Linked DNA regions of Mus musculus: regions 1 and 2 are each linked to region 3. Evidence: chromatin contacts called from public Hi-C and HiChIP or PLAC-seq data. All regions are on one chromosome and are shown on one strand. The core of a region is the stretch at or near the end of the contact, and the rest is flanking DNA. Distances in the headings are between cores, read along the strand shown. Region 1 overlaps Dgkg (diacylglycerol kinase, gamma). Region 2 overlaps Dgkg (diacylglycerol kinase, gamma). Region 3 has its middle 82 kb from the start of Tra2b.

Evidence for each region. Hi-C and Micro-C count contacts between places; a contact is called where the count stands out from the background. HiChIP or PLAC-seq counts read pairs in DNA pulled down with a chosen protein or histone mark.
Region 1: an H3K27ac HiChIP or PLAC-seq map of microglia shows a contact between it and region 3, with 4 times the contacts expected there. The contact joins two enhancer-like sites. A contact is called at or near these places in 1 of 484 Hi-C or Micro-C datasets (nephron progenitors) and 2 of 115 datasets of contacts at active chromatin or transcription factors (embryonic stem cells and microglia).
Region 2: a Hi-C map of brain shows a contact between it and region 3, with 6 times the contacts expected there. The contact joins two enhancer-like sites. A contact is called at or near these places in 3 of 15 datasets of contacts at CTCF or cohesin (embryonic stem cells and pro-B cells), 23 of 484 Hi-C or Micro-C datasets (the HL-1 cell line, the N1E-115 cell line, bone marrow-derived macrophages and 2 more) and 19 of 115 datasets of contacts at active chromatin or transcription factors (the 230-238 cell line, bone marrow-derived macrophages, cardiomyocytes and 8 more).

The regions. Positions count from the first base shown.
Region 1 is chr16:22,496,747-22,501,092 of GRCm38.p6, forward strand. It overlaps Dgkg (diacylglycerol kinase, gamma), which reads right to left. Exons shown (of 25, transcript NM_138650.2): 22 at 3,478-3,655. Among named protein-coding and RNA genes, the nearest start is that of 9230117E06Rik, 13 kb to the right of the region's middle. Within about 2 kb of position 1,480, at least 23 of the 459 cell types and tissues checked have an H3K27ac peak or open chromatin away from gene starts, as enhancers often do. A contact at or near this core is called in microglia, where this site is marked.
Region 2 is chr16:22,546,076-22,550,627 of GRCm38.p6, forward strand. Dgkg (diacylglycerol kinase, gamma) reads right to left here. Exons shown (of 25, transcript NM_138650.2): 20 at 2,577-2,641. It overlaps Gm15651 (a long non-coding RNA gene), which reads left to right. Exons shown (of 3, transcript XR_384735.4): 1 at 1-2,505; 2 at 2,596-3,842. Among named protein-coding and RNA genes, the nearest start is that of Gm15651, 8.3 kb to the left of the region's middle. Within about 2 kb of position 2,441, at least 168 of the 459 cell types and tissues checked have an H3K27ac peak or open chromatin away from gene starts, as enhancers often do. A contact at or near this core is called in brain, microglia and pro-B cells, where this site is marked.
Region 3 is chr16:22,346,337-22,350,476 of GRCm38.p6, forward strand. No RefSeq gene overlaps it. Among named protein-coding and RNA genes, the nearest start is that of Tra2b, 82 kb to the left of the region's middle. Within about 2 kb of position 2,450, at least 45 of the 459 cell types and tissues checked have an H3K27ac peak or open chromatin away from gene starts, as enhancers often do. A contact at or near this core is called in brain, microglia and pro-B cells, where this site is marked.

The DNA.
Region 1 (4,346 bases), core at 230-2,729, 150 kb after region 3:
TATAGAATCACTTGCAAGCTACAATAGAATGTAAGAAAAAATAGAGGTTACTTCTGACCATTCTTATTACCAATATTAATGAAAACTGATGCTAGGTGCTTCTCATTTATCGAATGTTTTTCATTTTTTATAAATTTTATTTTCTTATTATTTTAAAGTCTGTGTCTGTATCTGTGTGGGGATGAGTACTGGAGCCTGCAGAGGCTAGAGGCGTCAAGTCTCCTGGAACTGGAGTTACAGGTGGTTCCGACTTGATATGAGTCCTGGGAATTGAACTCGGGTCCTCTGAGAGAGCATCATTATCTACTCTTAATTTCTGAGCCACCTGTCCAGCCCCTTATTTCTTAGACTCTGATACTTGGGGACAGATAGCAGGGCTTCAGAACTCATAATCCCTAACTCTGTCTCTGGGATCCGAGAAGCCTAGGGAGGAAGCTGGTAGTAGGTCCAGTTGCTTGTTCAGCTTTCTGTGTTGGGTCAAGGCTGACGTCTGCAGTAGCTCACTTTGCTCTTTCTCATTGTGGGTGCATGCTGAAGACAGAAGTGTCCAAACCAGACCCCTACTTGCATGCTAGGTGTAGAAGAGGACAGAGGGAGGTTATTTTTAAGTCTGAGTTCATACTGAGTCCAGGTACTTTTCCACCCACCATCTTCTTGACGCAGTAAGGGCCCTAGGTATTATTATGCCGAATTTATATATGAGGAAGCCGAGGGGTTGAGTCATTTTCAAGTTGTTATGAAGCTGAGAAATATAAAGCCCAAATGTAAGTCTGGGCTGTCCACCTGCGAGATCCCCTGCACCCATCCCCATTGCTCCCTCAGTGGCCTTTGTTCTGATAGAACCCACTCCGTGGTAATCCTTGGGTCCGTCTTCTGAGGAGGAAGGTTGATGTCTGGTGAGAGATTGAACAGTAAACCTTCTCCTGTCCTTCCTATGATGGGGTCCTTCTCCCTGTACTCTGCCCTGACTTCTCCCTACCCCCAGCCCAGTCCCAGGGAAAGGCCAAGGAGTCAAGGGTCTCCAGAGATGAAGTGCCTGCAGAGAGAGCCCCCTACCCTTAGCTACAGACCCAGAAATCCTGTGACAGAACACACAGAAGGAAACATGGACAGATAACTCTGCTCAAGGAGGTCACATAGACCAAATCAGGACTGTCATTTTTGGGAGACTCAAGATAGGATTTCCTGATTGCTTGTTTTATAGGTAAGAAAAACGGAGTGCCAAGAACTTGAGAGGACACACCCCAGGCCGCAATCTAGTGACAGGCAGAGTCTGGGCTGGAGCCAGGCACTAAATGAACAAACGTGTCTCTTTAGCTTTCCTGCTGCCAACTTCACTCTTATGGGATGTTGGCTCTTTCAGGAGAAAGACTCCAAGTTGAGAGCTCTGTAAAGCCCAGAAGCCAGGACCCCTCCTGGGCCCTCTCTCTGCTTCAGTCCTCTCACTTCCTGTTGAAGAACAGGAAGTGCTTCCTCTTTCATCTCTGACAGTGCGTTTTGGGGACAGGAAAAGGGGCTTGTAGAAAAGAGCTAAGAGTGATCAACAGTTTATTCTTGCTTAAAGAACACAAAATGTAAGATCAGACATTTTAGGAAAAGATGCAAGCTGACATTGAGCCCCAAGGCAGAATGTGATCCCAGGAAGAGCTTCCTCAACCCCCAGGGTGAATATGGGGGAGGCCTCATTTTTGCCAGTTCCTTCTCTGTTCTGATAGAGCTGGATGCCAGGGAGGTGAGAGTGGGTGGGGCAGGGTGGGAGCTTGGTGGGGTGGGGTGTCAGGAACTTTCTATAACCTCCACTATTTCCCTCACTCTGTTAGCACCCACAACTTCCCCTGCTAAGGGAGGAAAGAGGAATACATTATTCATTTTAATAATTCATACAAATTGCAAAGTTTACTGTGAGAAATGAAGGGGCCTTAAGAGGGCAAAAGAGAAATATTCCTGAGTCAGCTTTAAAAGGACAAAGGTATGAAGATGATGTTTCTTGATTATCTTTCTCTAGAATATAGATCCACATGAACTAAGAGAGTAACCATTCCCTTCAGTGGTAGATGGGCCCTTCCTTCAGTGGTAGATGGGTCTCTCCCTTCAATGGTAGGTAGACCCTTCCCTTCAATGGTAGATGGGTCTCTCCCTTCAATGGTAGGGAGTCCTTAGAGTCCAGGAATCTTTTTACAAAACAAGTCTAGTTTAGGACTCAATCTTGTTTGGCCCCATCTATCCAGCTAACAAGATTTTACCTAAAAAGCTGGTTTTACAGCAATAAAAACTGAGGTGTCAATAAATGGGCTATTAGCAATACCAGTACCAGAATTTAGTCCTCTCCTGCTGGTATAGTACCCATGGCAATGTCCTCAGCCCAGCTTCTCACCTCTCTACTCTCCTGGTAACTGAGATACCAAGAAGGGTGTGACCAATCAGTATCAGTAGCCAGGAGCTTAGACGGAGTCCTTGGTTGAGAAAGGGATGAACGTCATTTAAGGGCATCTCAGAAAGCTCTCCTGTATCCTTGTGTGATTCAAGCTGAGGGCCTCTGAGACATACTGCCAGCTATTCTGGAAAGGACTAGTTGACTTACACAAGCAGCCTGCATGATTGACAGAAGTAGTGTGCATAATGGGGAGAGTCCATGTAGAAGATGGGGTCTGGGAGCTACTGAAGGCTAGCTGAAGGCTAGATAGACCCCATGAGGCTCCAGGCCACATTGAACATTTGGTGTTTTACTTGGAGTCAGTACTGGATTTGGTCCATGTCATAAACTGACCTTTTCCTCAGGGGTCTTTCTGTGGTTGTAAGACCAGATTGCTTTGGAGGGTCATTCCAGGTATAAAGTCTAGGCTACCATCAGGTCCTGCCTCTTGAGTCCTGCTATTACGACACACACTACCACACTTGGTGAGTACACGTTACATATAGCACCACTAGAATCCAGAGAGAAAGATAGGCTTGCAACTGGAGGAGGCCACCAGTGAGGTACAGACAGACTAGAGAAGGCCAACGACCTGTGTGGGAACCCTGTAGTATCAAGAGGCTAGAGAAAAGAGAAGCAGGAGGATGACCAAGAAAACTTGGGAGCAAGAGAGTTCTAGAAGCCATTTGGATGAAGGGCTTCCAGGGGCAAGAGTGATGGGTGGTGTCTGATATTGCTCTGGGAGCTGAGAACATGTTGAGAACTATTGGTTGTAGACACTGGAAGACATTGGTACCCAAGGCAGGAACAGTACTTGACACCTGACCTCTTAGAGCCTGGGTTGACTACAGACTATTGTTTAGGGTTCCTTCATTGTGAATCTTGCCTTCTTAATGAGATTGTAAGCTTTGTATCACCAGGACCAATGAGTCAGCCTGTTCCCGGAGCACCAGTCCTTGGCAGCTGTGGGGCCTTATCAAGCCTGATGTAGGTTCTGTTGTGGCTTGCCAACTCACTCTGTCACCCAGGCAATGGCTGGAGCAATTATCCTCATGCTTGCTTACCTTGGACACAGCATTTCAGCTCCTTTGGGTCTGTGACGCTCTTCCTGCTTTCCCGGATCACAGCCCGGTTCTTCTTGGTTTCTCCCCAGAGATTGGTGCCTCCGTACATGCTGGGAATATTAAGAATGGCGATGCCTTCCAGGAAGATGTTGCTCAGATCCACCTCAACTCCGTCACACTGCAAAGCAGAGAAAAGGCAGATCATGGTGGGGCCATGCGTGGTCACCGGGTCTCTAAAAGAGAGTGACAGGTCCTAAGTCACCTAATCACTGTCAGTCAGAAACTAAACATCTGGCAGCTTCTCAGACTCAAGGCATTGGCCGCCATGGTGAGACAGAGTCATCCAGTACGAACTTCCAAGGGCTAGAAATACTTACGGATGTATTTTAGACAAGGTGGTTGCCAAACTGTCCTTCAGTCCATCCCAATACCCCCAGTGTGGACCCTTGCTAATCACTGTGAAGATTCGTGGTGTTGCTGGGTCCAGAAACCAGTATTAGGTATATTCTCAACAAATGACAATTTTCATCTTATTCCTTTATTTTATTCCTGATCTCTGCCTGGTAAGAAGTGCAAGACTTTGGGTCTGGGAGGCCTTCCAATCTGCCTGTCTCTCATAGCTGCACTAAGTGTGGCTCTGGCACGTGTGCTTGCTGAGGTAGCAGAGACTCTTTCTCTGCTTTCTACCCCCTCCACCCCCACCCCCCGTGAGGTCTGAGAGACTGGAAGGCTTCACCTAGCTGGAAAGCTATCCCGTTTTGGCACAAGGCTTACCAATGCAGCAAAAAATTAAAAAAAAAAATGCACTAGCTTTGATCCTTGTCCCTCGGGATTGCTGGTGATTTATTTCATGTACAGAAAAACAAATG
Region 2 (4,552 bases), core at 1,191-3,690, 200 kb after region 3:
TCTGCGGACAGCCCTTCTTTTTTTTATCAAGTTGTAAAAAACGTATTCTTGATTTTTTTTTTTTTTATCCCCGATGTGGCATCTTTGCCATTAGAAAGCCCTCCATGCCAGCTCCATTTTCTTGCTTTGTGTTCTCTTAGGTCTCCTCTGTGCAGACACATCACTTCATACACACTGGTAATCACCCTGCTTTTCAGTCTGTTTCCAGTGGGGTTGCAGAGGGCAGCGGGCAGTGAGTTCTGGGTCATCTGTCCCAAACACTTAATAGCATGTAGTCTCCAGTATATTTTCAAAAGATGTTTTTGAGCGAGTGAGTGAATGAGTGAGTGAGCAAATGAACAAATGAGTGAGTGAATGAATGAGTGAACAAGCCAATGAGTGAATGAATGAATGAGCAAGTGAATGAGTGAGTGAGTGGATGAGCAGGTAAGTGGGTAAGTGAGTGAATGTATGAATGAGAGAGTGAGGAAGTGAATGAGTGAATGAGCAGAACCCATGGGTTTCCCAGACACATGCACCTGAGAACCTGTGAGGGTATTGGGTGTAAAGAAGACACTAAAAGTCTGTAGAATGGGTAGAATGAGAGATTTTTTGTTGTTGTTGTTTTGTTCACTTTTTTTCCAAAAGCAGTCCTGAGGCTGCTATTCCACTGGGATGAGCATCTGTCTGCCTTTCTGGGAGAAGAGAGGACACAGGTTTGGTTCTTTTTGTAGAGGAAGAACAAGAGGATGGACGAGGCAGAAATAAATATTATTTGTGTGGGAAACAGGCAGACTTCTGCCAAAAGGTTCAAGTCGGGGCCACTTCCTGAAGAGGCCACAGCACACCTCCACACATCCTATGTAGATGATCAAGAAGGGCCTGTTCCCGTATGAGCACCACTTCTAAAGGGAAGGACTGTCCAGGCACCAAGAGGACCAAGCTGGGCGGGCGGTCCTGAAACAGCTTAGTAACAACAGCAGCGTGCCAGGCCAGGTCCTCAGACAGCGGAGAAGGGGAGCCTATGGACACAGCATCCTTGAACATCAAGGAAGAAACGAGCTGGCCCAGAGTTGGGACACAAAGAGAAATCCCCCAAAGTGGTTATTCTCAAAAGGCCACCACTCCATGCTGCCTGGCCCATCAATGGAGCTCAAGGTCACCTCAGAAAAAGACTTGAAGAGGCGAAACAAGAAGCTTCGAAACCAGCACGTAAACTACCTATTGTCAGGAGATCTGGTCTCTTGAGAAAGGTTCCTTCTGGCACCTACTTATCTCTGAGCCTACACCACATGCCTGCTAAGGGTGCAGACTCTCAATAGTCACAATACCAATGATCTCAAAGCTTTGGGCACAACTGAACTTGGGTTTTATGCCTGTCATCTTTTCTTGTCATTAACAAATTTGTATTTGACTTTTAAACATCTTAAAGCTTGCCTACTTTCCCAGTGTAAATAGGACTCTTCCATGTAAATACTTTAATAAAATATGATAGTGGTTTAAAAATAGTGGTTGCATGCATGCCCGGGGGTGATGAGGTGGAGGAAGGGTTGTCATTGCCCATTGGTGACTATAGACAACAAGGGCTGGCAAGACATGTTTGTAGTATGCTGTGGGTCCAGGGTCTGAGTGAGACCGAATGTCACCCTAATACAGTTCAGATGCTGTTAGATCCGGGTTTGACATTACCTCACTGTTCTCAGCCTCTTCCTGGTATAGCTCCCAGGCTGTGGAGTCAGGGGCTGAGCTGGTAGGGAAATGTCCTCAAATAACACCCGAACTTCTGCTTTGAGGAGAATTCTGCGGCCTCACGCAATAGCAACCCGTGAGGTTCAAAGATCAAGCCCAAGTCATTATCCCACTGCTGCCCACCTGCCTGGGGCTAGGCGTGGAATCCAGGCATGATCTTCAAATCAGTACAACAAAGACGATAGCGTCATAGAAGAGAGAGAAATGAGCAAGAAAAGGAAAATGGACAACTCCATGGTAATTGTTTGCCAGTTACCTCGCGGTTCTGGTAAATTTCATTCGCTTTGCAAGACAGATTTGGGTTCTCTTGCAATGGATTTGGTTTTCTCTTTTCTTTCCAGTTTGAACCCAATCTCCAGGCATGCAGGAGCCAATAGGAAGCCGCTGTGATGCCCTCGATGGTCACAGCATTGTAGGGACCTCACTGCTGCCCTCTGCTGTCCAGGAGAGTGCCTGGCACCTTCTCGGGTCTAAGACCCTAGCAGAGCCTTTCGCTCCCCCAATCCCCTGCGAGACGCTGGCTTTTGAGAGGAAACCTCTAAGTTCCTGGAGGGGTTCCAGGAGGCCAAAGGCAGGCTCCCTGCCACTCATGCCGTCCCAGACCCCTCCCTCTGTTCAGTTCCTGCGGGAGGGGACCGGCAGCTAGGCTGTGGCAGGTTTCTGACATTTTTTTTTTTTTTTCCTTCTTAGAAATGGAAACCCTCCTTCCGGCAACGTGGCAGGAAAGCGAAGTCCCCTGGCGGTCGACCCAGGCCAAGGACATTTCCGTGGTAGCAGGTGGGAGGCCCGCACTGGCTGCAGTGCCGGGCAGGCGGGGTGCCACCACGGCAGCCAGCGAGCTCGCTTACCTGCTGTTGAATTTTTCAGGGTGTTTCTCTCTCATCATATGGAATCTGTGTGCAATTGAAGCATCCTGGAAACGGAAGAAAAGAAGGCAAGAAAAGCCTGGTTAGTGATTGTGGCCATGAGGTATGGTGGGAAGACACACATATATGCCCCTGGAAGGCCCAGATTCCAGAGACTCCAAATCATAGGGGCACAGCACCGCGTCCAGGCGTAAGCTAGTGCCACCACTCCGTCCTTTGAGAGCCTCACTTGGTTGCCTCAGAGCCTGGCACTCATCACAGTATCTCAAGCCCAGTGAGTGGCCACAGTTCAGCCTTTGTAAACACAGGCAAGAGCAGGCTCTAAAGAGAAGAGTGAGGGGCTCTCCTCAGGTGAAGCCAGAAGCCAGTGAGGAGTGGGTGAGGTGTGGTGAGGTGTGGTGTGGTGTGGTGTGGTGTGGTGTGGTGTGGTGTGGTGTGGTGATGGGTGGTGACATAAAGTGAGGACTATTTCATGAGAAGTTGCAAAAATAGTACTTTTTCTCATGTCCCACTCACCCAGCGTCCAGCGATGATAACATCTTATATAACAGCACATTATCAAACCCAAAGCTGTCGCTGGTATTAACTCTTTGTTGTCTGTTTCACCCAAAACAATTAACAATAGTACTGGATAGTGCGTTTAGCAGACAACAAAAGTGTATTAAACGTCTAACTTCTGCCTATTAATCATTCTATCCACAGGACTGCCTCTGAAGCTAGCGACAATCTTGATCCTTTCCTATCCAATCTGTTGCCCCACCCCCCACTTTGGCTGCATGGCTGGCTATCTGTACCACAGAACTCACCACGACGCTCCATGACACTGTGTTTCTGGGTGTCCCATTTCTCAGGTTGGAACCAGAGTCCAGCCCAGAGTCCTATCTGCATCCCACACTCCCATTACAGCTATCTGTGAGTGCTCATGGTTGTGACTGGTGTTGACATGGTGGGGCTCCAGGACCTATAGGCCAGAATAGGATCCAAGCTGAACTCGGTTCTTCACTCTTAGCCTCCTGCACCTCCTAACGAGCCCAGCAGAAGAGTGTGTACTGCCCCCTTATCACACAGTCCCAATCGAGCACTGTGGAGGCAGATGCTGAACACTCGAAATTAACTAACTAATTGGTTGGAGACAGGACAGCCCAGAAACAAGGAGCTGATTTAGATTTGCCCAGAAGTGACTGCAGCAGCCAATCAGAAATCTCTGGGGATGCTGGGGTATCCCTGTAGTCTCAGCATGTGGATAGAGTGAGGCAGGAGGATTTAGAGTTCAAGGCTAGCCTGGACTACAAGGTGGTACTATATCTCAATGAACCTACCCACTCACACGCCTACCTAACAACCAACAATCAACAAATAAATAACCAACAAAAATCTCTTTATTAGACTCCGTGTTCAAAAGATTCTTAAAATTCTGGAGAGCCAAAAATAAAAGTTCATAGAGCAGATTTTTAGCTAATGTATATTCCCTCTTCCCCTCTCTTCCCTTTTCGTTTCCTCTCTTCCTTCTTTCCTTCTTTTCCCCTTTCTCCTCTCTCTCTCTCTCTCTCTCTCTCTCTCTCTTTCTCTTTCCCTCCTTCTCTCCCTCTTTCTTCTAAGACAGCTCTTACCATGTGGTTCTAGCTGGCCTGGAACTCACTATGTATACCAGCAGTTCTCAACCTTTTGGGCCTGACCTCTGTGGGGGTCAAACAACTCTTTCACAGAGGTCTCCTAAGATTATCGGAAAACACAGACATTGACATTATGGTTCATAACAGTTGCAAAATTATAGTTATGAAGCAGCAGCAAAAAGAATTTCATGGTTGGAGTCACCACGGTATGAGTTAAAGGGTCACAGCATTAGGAAGGTTGAGAACCACAGATGTAGACTGTACTCAGCTCAAACTCTGAGAGATCCTCCTGCCTCTGACTCCCCTGCATTGGGATTAAAGCTGTGTGCTCTTCCATGCTGGGCA
Region 3 (4,140 bases), core at 1,200-3,699:
ATATTAAAATATAAGGCTGCATGCATGTCTTTTATTCAGGAACTCAGAACATTAGAGCGAGTAATGAGGAATGCTGCCACTACCTGGGTCGATTTGAGCAGTGGCTGTTTGGGTTCTACTACACACAGGGCTGGATGTCTTTCCTGGTCTTCAGTATATAGTGGAATCTCAAAGTACACTCTAATGACAACGAGGGAATGACTTGTCATTGAACACAACAGCAAGCAGGCAGAAACAAGCTTCCTTCTTCCATGTCCTTTATATAGGCTGCCACCAGAAAGTGTGACCCAGATTAAAGTTGGATCTTCCCACCCCAAAAGATCCAGATTAAAGGAAGGTCTTCCCATTTCAAAAGATTTAATTAAGAAATGATCCCAGGCCAGTGATAGTGGCACACTGATTTAATCCCAGCACTTGGGAGGCAGAGTCAGGTGGAAAAGTTCAGGTTGGAAAGCTCAGGCTAGGGACAGGGTATGACAGATAGGGACTGAGGGATTCTGGGTGTGATGGTTTATATATGCTTGGCCCAGGGAGTGGCCCTATTTGGGTGTGGCCTTGTTGGAGTAGGTGTGTCACTGTGGGTGTGGGCTTTAATACCCTTGTCCTAGCTGCTTGGGAGCCAATATTCTCCTAGTAGCCTTCAGATGAAGATGTAGAACTCTCAGCTCCTCCAGAGCCATGACTTCAGAGACACTACCATGCACCCACCTTGATGATACTGGACTGAACCTCTGAACCTGAAAGCCAGCCCCAATTAAATGTTGCCCTTATAAGAGTTGCTTTGGTTCTGGTGTCTTTTCACAGCAGTAAAACCCTAACTAAGATGCTGGGAAAACCTGGAGGTCCGGTCTGCTTTGATATGTAAAGTATGCATCTCTGTCCTTTGTCCCAGGACCCGAAACCAAACAATATTGTATTTTTACTCTTTATTCTTGGGTATGTGTGTGTGTGTGTGTTATGTGTAAGTGTGGTCTGGTGTGTGCAGATGCCTGAGGAGGCCAGGAGAGGGCATTAGATTCCTTGGAGCTGGAATTACAGGATTGTAATCTCCCAGATGTGGACACTGGGCTGCGTCTTTGCAAGAGCAGTACATGTTCTTAATTGCTGAGCCATCCCTCCAGCCCCCAATAAATTAATATTACTTTTTATTAATTTATTAAAATTGCTTACTTGTACAAGAAAAGTCTTGAGAAGTATAATGTTGTGTATCTTGTTTACTTGTTTGTATGTTTTTGAGACAGGATCTGGCTATGTGGTTCAGGCTAGCCTGGAATTCACTGCTGCCAAGGCTGATCTGGAAGTCAAGGTGAGTGTCTTAGTTAAGGTTTCCATTGCTGTAAAGAGACACCATGACCAAGAACATATAGTCGGGGCTGGCACACAGGTCCAGAAGTTCAATCCATTATCACCATGGCAGAAAGCATGGCAGTGTCCAGGCAGGCATGGTGCTGGAGGAGCTGAGGGTTCTACATCTTGATCCAAAGGCACTGAGGAGAGACTGACTTCCAGGAAGCTAGGAGGAAGTTCTCAAAGATCACCCTGATAGAGATACTCCATACAATTTTTCTCCAACAAGGCCACACCTACTCCAACAAGGTCATACCTCCCTGGGCCAAGCCTATTCAAACCACCACAGTGAGCCTCCTATTCCAGCCTTTTGTAATGTTATGGGGTGTGTGTGTGTGTGTGTGTGTGTGAGTGTGTGTGTGTGTGTGTGTGTGTGTGTGTGTGTGGTGCGGGAGACCATTATGTACCATTTTAAAATAACCTTTTCATTCTGGAATAACTTTACATTTATAGAAAAGCTGCAAAGATAATACAGAGAGCTCTCTAGAGCCCTCCCTGCTGTGGGTGGGGCAGATGGCGCCTCCCAGCCACACAGACAGCTGTGATTCTGAGGAGAGAGTCCTGACTCTTTCTCCACGTAGATGGCAGAATGTCTGATTGATGATCTCCTACAGCCTTCTTTCTGCCTCAGTTTCTCATTTGAAAACAGGAACAAAATCATTGTGAAGATGGAGTAAGTTCTTGCCCTGTCCCGTGAGAGCTAACTGGCCCTGAAAAGACATTCAACTCTTAGAACACAGGCTCCTCATTGGTGAGGAGAGCAATGCCTTCCCTGGGAGGTCTGAGGGAAAGGGGAGTTGCTCCGGGCTTGGCTTTTGCATTTTCTGCTTTTCCTTTATCTACCTCTCAGCCATGTTTCCTTATGCTGAATTTTATTTGAGGTGTGCAAACAGTAGGTCAAATATCTGCATGGTGTGTGCAAATGTTCCACTAGAACTCGCTCACAGTTCCTGGCCTTGTGGGGGTGTAGGGGGGGCAGGGGGGAAAGGGGAAGAGAGAAAAGGGAAGGGAGAGAAGGAGGAGGGGTAAGAGCAATGATTGGTGACCCTTAAGCACCCCACAATCTTGAGATCCTCAGCATTAAGAGAAACAATATAAGCTGAATACTTTTCTGCTAGTTGTCCCTCGCTGTTTCTGGAAATTTCCAGGAGGCGGCTTCTCCAGTACATATGTCTGAGAAGAGCCGATTTGTTCTAAAACGAGCCAGTGTGTGGGTTGCTGCGCACCGCTGCTCTCAGCACTCTCCTGTCGCCCCCACTCCTCCCAGCCCGCCCCTCCTCGCTCCTCGGCAGTTTAGGGACTGCCACCGCTGCTTTCCCAGGCTTCCTGGGACCTTTTCTTCTCCAGTTCCATGATGTCAGAGACCATGGGGCACCCGGTTTAGAGCTGGGTTTCCCAGTCTTGTCTACATTTTACTTTAGAATCTCTCGGGGGAGAGCTGAAATCCTTGGAAGTTCTGGTTGCTTTGAGACAGGCTAACACTGTGTATGCCAGGCTGGCCTTGAACTTGCCTCAGTCTTGGTGCGGGGATTGCAGGCACTGCACTACCAAATCCAGCTAGCAAGTCTGATTTAATTGACCCAGAAAATATCAACGCTTTTTTAAGAAGAGCTTTCCTGGGGATTCAAAAGTCCTAACCAGGATTGAGAACTACAGCTCTCAGCCACAGGCTTCCAGATCACTTCAGACAGAAGGCAGGAGTATTAACGCTTCCCCCAGCAGTACAGATATTTCTTGGATGAGTGAGCAGATTTGCTCATCAGAGCTCTAGAGAGGCCTTTGCAAGTCATGGAAGGTAGGAGAAAGATATGATCAATTTTAGAGCTCTAGGCCCCATCTCTAGTTCTACTGGATCAGCTCCTGTTTATCTGTTAATATATATTATTATGAGGGTTTTTGTTTGTTTGTTTTGTTTTGTAATTTTTATTTACTTCTTTTTCAAGACAGGTTTTCTCTGTGTAGCCTTGGCTGTCCTAGAACTGGCTCTGTAGACCAGGCTGGCCTCAAACTCAGAGATATGCCTACCTCTGCCTCCTGAGTGCTGGGATCAAAGGTGTGCAACCTCACCACTCAACTCTGTTAATATGATTTTAAATTAATTCCAAGTAAGATGTGTGCTATACTCTGGATCAAATATAGATGCATTTATTAATCGCAAGGTCCCCCGGTGGTGTTTCTGGGAAGCTCTGCTGCCTGTAAGAAGTCAGGGTCTGGTGTTGGGGCGATCTTTCTTTAGCCAGGGAGGAATGTGCTTACAGGGGGGGGGGGGGGGTCTGTCATTTCCTCTTTCTCTTTCTCCTCACCAGAAGAGGTTAGCAGATTGCCATGCCACAGGCTTCCTGTCACTGTGGCAGGCACCCCTCCAGGGGCCTACATGCAATGGGGCTGCCTGAGAATGGATCAGAATCTCCAAAACTATGTGCCCAGATAACACTTTTTTGTTGTTCTAGGGGCAGGAGCCACTGATGCTGACACAAGGCTGAGCGAGCTCCATCAGCGAGGAAGGGATGTTTCTTCTCATAAGCTACAGCAGCCCTAAAAAGTCAGGGAAAAATTCAACAAATACTAATCACCAAGCGAGGTTGGGATTTGTTTGCTTGCCTGCTCTTCGATTTTTGAGAAAGGGGTGCGCTCTTTCCAGTGTAGCACTGGACTGCCTTGGAACTCTATTTGGGAACCAGGCAGGCCTTGAAATCACAGAGCTCTCCCTGCCTCTGCCTCCTGACTGCTGGGATGAAAGGTATTTGCCCCCGTGCCTGGCCCACAAGTTAAAGTTTGCAATTCAGGAATGAT